2 separate regions of the Zea mays genome follow, and region 1 is linked to region 2. A link is a contact called in public Hi-C data. All regions are on one chromosome and are shown on one strand. The core of a region is the stretch at or near the end of the contact, and the rest is flanking DNA. Distances in the headings are between cores, read along the strand shown. Region 1 holds the start of LOC103654760. Region 2 holds the start of LOC103654758 (calmodulin-binding receptor kinase CaMRLK).

Evidence for each region. A called contact is a pair of places that touch in the nucleus more often than the background predicts.
Region 1: a contact with region 2 is called in a Hi-C map of leaf, with 5 times the contacts expected there. The contact joins the promoter of LOC103654760 here to the promoter of LOC103654758 in region 2. A contact is called at or near these places in 2 of 25 Hi-C or Micro-C datasets (both in leaf).

What each region holds. Positions count from the first base shown.
Region 1 is chr4:236,444,643-236,447,342 of Zm-B73-REFERENCE-NAM-5.0, reverse strand. LOC103654760 reads left to right here and starts at 1,411. Exons shown (of 1, transcript XM_008681578.3): 1 at 1,411-2,700. The coding sequence starts at 1,714. It overlaps LOC100216798, which reads right to left and starts at 1,470. Exons shown (of 3, transcript NM_001143197.1): 1 at 1,290-1,470; 2 at 407-964; 3 at 1-328. The coding sequence starts at 949.
Region 2 is chr4:236,306,569-236,309,268 of Zm-B73-REFERENCE-NAM-5.0, reverse strand. It overlaps LOC103654758 (calmodulin-binding receptor kinase CaMRLK), which reads right to left and starts at 1,273. Exons shown (of 2, transcript XM_008681575.3): 1 at 1-1,273. The coding sequence starts at 958.

The DNA.
Region 1 (2,700 bases), core at 162-2,661, 140 kb before region 2:
GTTGGAAATTGCTCTCATCTTGCTCTTCAGCATGGTAAGAAACTTCACTAAAAGGAGCAAGAAAAGATGGCGTGTTCGCATAACCCCCATCAACCAGGTAGAACTTTCCTCTTGGGACTTCAAATCCATATTCTATAGCAGAGTATAAGACTGCTGCGTCAGATGCAGACCCTTCTCGGCTACAAGAAACATGGACAAAATTCAAATCAAAATCACAAGCAAGCATCACGTTTTGGGAAAGGGATTCTTGTCTATTTCGGTATGGAGCTGCTTCACTGTCCGATATTGTCATAGGGACATGGATTCCATCAATTGCTCCAATACAGTTCTGCAAGGGAAAATAAGTCCTCAAGGTAACAGAAAAGGGCAGAAAATCTTAGTTTATATCACCAAAAGTTACACTGACCTCAAAGTAAGGCCCATAACGTGTATCAGATGATATTTTCCGGTGGGCTTGAATTGAAGGTGGCCTGACGAATTCACCAGTCATTGGTGTGACTGCATCAAAGCATGCTTTGATATGCCTGTGAATAGTTTCTGTACTGTACTTGAATCTGTCACTTAGTTTCTGAAAACTAGCATTTCGGGATAGCATGTAAATAAACATGCCAATTTTCTCTTCTACAGAAACACCTCTGGTATTTTTCAAAAGATCATTTGACCTCAGATAGCGTGAAAGTTCGAGGAGAACATGGGGCTCCACACGAAGTTTATCATAGCCTTGGCCTCTGTCATCTTCAAGCACTTTACAAATCCTTTCTGCATCGTTAAACTTTGATACTTGACTTGGAGTTTCAATCGCAGTACCATCACTAACCATAGATGTTTGATCCAGAGTTCCAATTCCAGTAGATGCTAGATATAGCGCTGGCAATATGAATATCATTAAGTCATCATCTTCTTCTTCGTCGTCCTCCTCTTCAAAGTCACTAGAGTCTTCTGGATCCATCTTCCAAAAAAAGTACTGGCAACGAAGAAAAAAACAGATTTAAAATGAAGGGTTGCAGGCAAAATATGCATGTTCAAAGAACAAGTGCAGTTTTGAAAAGAAAAGTCAGGCTGAAACTGAAAATAAGCAGTGTTACTAGGATGCTATCAGGGATTTCGGTCATTCCTAAAGTAAGCACAGGTGAAAAGTTTTAAGATGCAACCTAGCAATACGGTGACTAGTGATGAATAAGCAGACAAAACTAAAGCGAATCAAGCAGTAGTTCAAACATCCCCAACCGGAAGCAGGAGGGCGGATTTGGTGGTTGCGAACTTGAGATCGTGGAGGCCTGGTGAGCTACCTGAGATGGCCGACAGAAGTTGCCTTTTCCGGTAGGAAACGGAGGTGATGAAGTGGGGACCTCCCTGCGAGTCTTCGCCGAAGGAGAGGTATCGAGACGGGGGAGGCAGAAGCCTACCGCCGACGGCGATGAGCCGACGACGCCCGGCAGGCGGCGCAAACCTTTGCGACTTGCAACAAACACAAGACGAGGATGAATGAAGCAGCAGCAGCCAGCACTGATCCTCTTGCCAAGCCGGGTGATGAAGCGACAGAAAGCCCAATAAGATCTAGAGGCGCGGCCCACATTTGTACATGGGCCTGGTTCATCTCTATAGCCAAGTCAACGGCGATCTCTGCACTGAAGTGTGACAAGTCAAACTCGCCTTCCCTCTGATGCCCAAATCTCTCTGGGATTGGGATCTCCAGTTGCCCGATCCCCTTCCATGACACGCGAAATGCACGCCATCCTCGCTGGGATTCCGCAGTCCCTCCGGCCCGCGGTGCTGATCGCCTCGACGTGCGCGCTGCTCCTCCTCGCCACCGCGCTACTCCTTCCGCGCGCTCCTCCGGCGGCGCCGGCGGCGGCGCTGACCACTGTCACCGACGCGGACGCCGTCCGCTTGGACGCTAGCGTCACCCGAAGGAACGGCAACGAGGTGCTGTGGCAGCTACCGCCCCCGTCGTCCCCACTGCGAGCCGCGTTGTTCGCGGCGCCCGGGTGCACCATCCGCGCCACCGACTTCTTCGACGCCTCCCCGGGCTGCCCGCGCTGCACGGGGCTTCCCGAGGAGCGCCGTTTCACCCGCGCCGCGCTCAGCCGCGGGTACGCCGTCCTCGCCGTCTCCAGCCGCGCCAAGTGCTGGTCCCTCGACGACGCCGGCGGCGGGGAGGACGGCAGCGAGCTCGCCGCCGTCCAGTCCATCATCAAGTGGTGGACCACAGAGAAGTACCCTCAGCTCGCGGGCCTCCCACTCTTCGGCATCGGCGCGTCCTCGGGCGGGTACTTCCTCTCCGCGCTCGCGGCCAGGGTTAAGTTCAGCAGCGTGACCGTCATGATCGCGGAGGGCATGTACGGGACCATGGCCGAGATCCCCACCGGGTATCCGCCGGCGCTGTTTGTGCATATGCCCAAGGACACCGAAAGGGCGCGGTTGGTTGCGGAAAGCATGGACAAACTCAGGGAGAAGCACGTCGACGTGCGGGAGATCCAGTGCGATGACTTCGCCGTGAGCGCGGAGTTCCTGGCGGAGAGGGTGCCGGGGCTGACCTGGGCCTTCGCCAACGCGCTGGTGGACATGCTTCGGCGGAAGGGATTCGTGGATGAGAAGGGGATGCTGAAGAAGGACGGGAGGAGAACGCCGTGGAAGGAGGCGGCTGAGGAGGCCAAGGTGCTGCCTGAGCGGTTCGGTCTGGAGAGGCATGTCACCGAG
Region 2 (2,700 bases), core at 24-2,523:
CCTCGTCGTCCTCCCACGCCGCTGTCTTCCGGTCCTTGTCCTTGTCCTTCTTCTTCTTATTCCACCGACGCGTCATGGCGCACGCCACGCACGCGGCCAAGAACACCAGCGTCACCGCTGCGCCGACTGAGACCAGCGCCATGGTGACCGCACGTCTGCGTTTGTGTCTGCCGCCACTAGACGCCGGCGCCGGCGCCGGCGCGAGGTCCTCGACCACCCGCAACGCGTCGCCGGCTTGGACGAAGGAGGAACTGCCGAACTTACGGATGGTGTCGGCGTCAACCGCGCCGGAGAAGTCGTTGTGCGAGATGTCCAGGACCTGGAGGCCGGCGAGAGGCGGCAAGTCGGTGGGGAACGTCCCGGCCATGTTGTTCCACGACAGGTTGAGCTGGCGCACCAGCGTCAGGCCCCGCAGCCCCTCCGGCACCGCTCCGATGGCGTTCCTGGACACGTCGAGGCCGACCAAGCCGGAGAGCCCGGCCACGTTCTCGACGGAGGTGAACCGGTTGCCGGACACGTTGAGCGTGGCTAGGCGCGTGCCTGGGTGGCCGCCGAACCGGAGGGCGCCTTCGAGGCGGTTGCAGGAGACGTCCACGGCCCGGAGCGACGGCGCGCGCCAGAACGAGCTGCCGACGCGGCCGTGGAGCGAGTTGCCGGAGAGGTCGACGGTGAGGAGGCCGCTCAGGTTGCCTAGCTCGTCCCAGTCCACGGCGCCCGTGAGGTTGCGCGACGGGAAGCGGAGCCGCCTGACGTGGCGGCACGCGCGGCGGCGGCCGGGCAGCGGCAAGGGGAAGTTGGCGACCTGCCTGAACGCCGCGCGGACGATTTCTCCGTCGCGGAGGGTGCAGTTCGCGGAGCCGTTGGACGTGGCCGTTGCCACCGGAGACGGAGAGGTGGCGGCGGCCGCGGCCGCGGCGAGGAGCAGGAAGACGCGGCAGGCCGCCAAGCGGAGTGGCATAGCTCCAGGTAGTCTCGCTTTGCGCGTGATGGCCGTGTTGTCTTTCTCTCTGGTTTTTTTGTTTTGTAGGAGAGAAGACCTGCGGAGCGCGGCAGTGTGCTGGTCTTGATTGAATGGATGTGGATGTGGTGGGGTGGAATAGTCGAAGGGGGATAAGAAGAGACAATCCGCATTCCGCAACCAGCGCAAGGCAACAAACTGTCAGAATTCGGAAGGCGCGGGAGATGCGCTGATTGACTGTAGTAGTTTGTGTCCCGTGTGGTGGGCCGCACTTAAGTGCGGCACGCGTATGGACGGCCCAACTAAAAGCATCAACAAAATAAAATCTATATTATTCTATCAAGATAATAACGTCAGTGTTCACACATCGCCCGTGTGCCCCGTCCACGTGCCACCTCCCCATCCTCAACATGCTCGCGATGCCCCGTCCATCCATTGTTCGTGCCCCCTGCCTCCATGTGCCCCCTTCTCACTCTCTCTCGCCCAAAAACCCTAGCACGTGCTCGGCCACCGCTGCCGCCCACGTGTGGTCGCTGGCCACGTGCGCCGGCCCAACCAACGACACGTCCTCCCTCACCTCCGTGCGCTAACCGGATCCATGGAAGAAGGATTCCCCGATTAACCCTCTCCTCCTCCCGCCTTCCTCCGCTCCACCCTCCCTCTCCTCGCCTCCCTCGGCTGGCCGCTTTACTGCACCGCCACCACCGTCACAACCACCACATGGAGGAGGACCCACGTCGTCCAAGTCGACGTCCCATCGCCAGAGACTTGGCGCAGGCCCGTCCACTACCATGCCACAGTCCCCGCGCGCCGCAGGAGGCGCTCACGATGCGGGAGCTCGGCGTCGCTAAAGCCGTCGACATGGGGGACGATTGGACACTATGCTCGTCGTCGGCCACGCTCGCCCCTCCTCTCCTATTATCTCCTCGCCCCCAACACCACGCCAGCCTTGGCCTCGATCTGGGCCGCCGCAGGTGTCCTCGTTGCTCTTCTGGCACATCGGTGGTTGATTCCTCAACTCCTTCCTCTGGTACGTACGTTCGAATAATCAAATCGGATTAGCTTCCGGCCCCTCCTCTTTGTTGAGAGCCTTCAAATTCCGCATGTAGGATGCTGACCACAAGGTGGTGAAGGCGTGATGGAGCTCTCGGTGGCGAACCCCGGCACGGAGCGAGGCAAGGGTCCGCTGATCCAGTCCCTGTACTGTGACTCAGAGGCGATGCACAAGCTGGCGCAGATCCTGCTGCTAGGCCTCATCGCCGTGCACGTGGACGTCATCACGGGGGACCCATTCTGCGGCCCGTCCGTGGTGGTCGTGGACCTACACAGGGAGATGGTGGACGTGCTGATCGAGTTGGAGGCCGCGCCACGCCAGGGTCTCTAGACGCTGCATGCAGGACCACGACACCGCCTACCCGTACAAGTTACTTTGTTGCGAGCAGGGGTGCAAGAAGCAGCTGCTGCAGCAAGACATGTCCTCTGTTTGGAACCGCTTCTGAGCGGCTTCTCCCCAGCGCCAAACGCCCGGCTTCTGGCCCAACTTCTAGGTGTCGCGCTTCCTAGAGAAGCCCAACAACAACGTCCTCCTGAAAGTTACCTAGAGGGGGGTGAATAGGCGAAACCTGAAATTTACAAACTTTAAACGTGCACTAAGGCCGGGGTTAGCGTTAGAATTAAATCGGAGTTCAAAAGATAGTTCTTCTTGCTTAGAGTTGCTCAATCAATTCGGATAACGTTTGGGA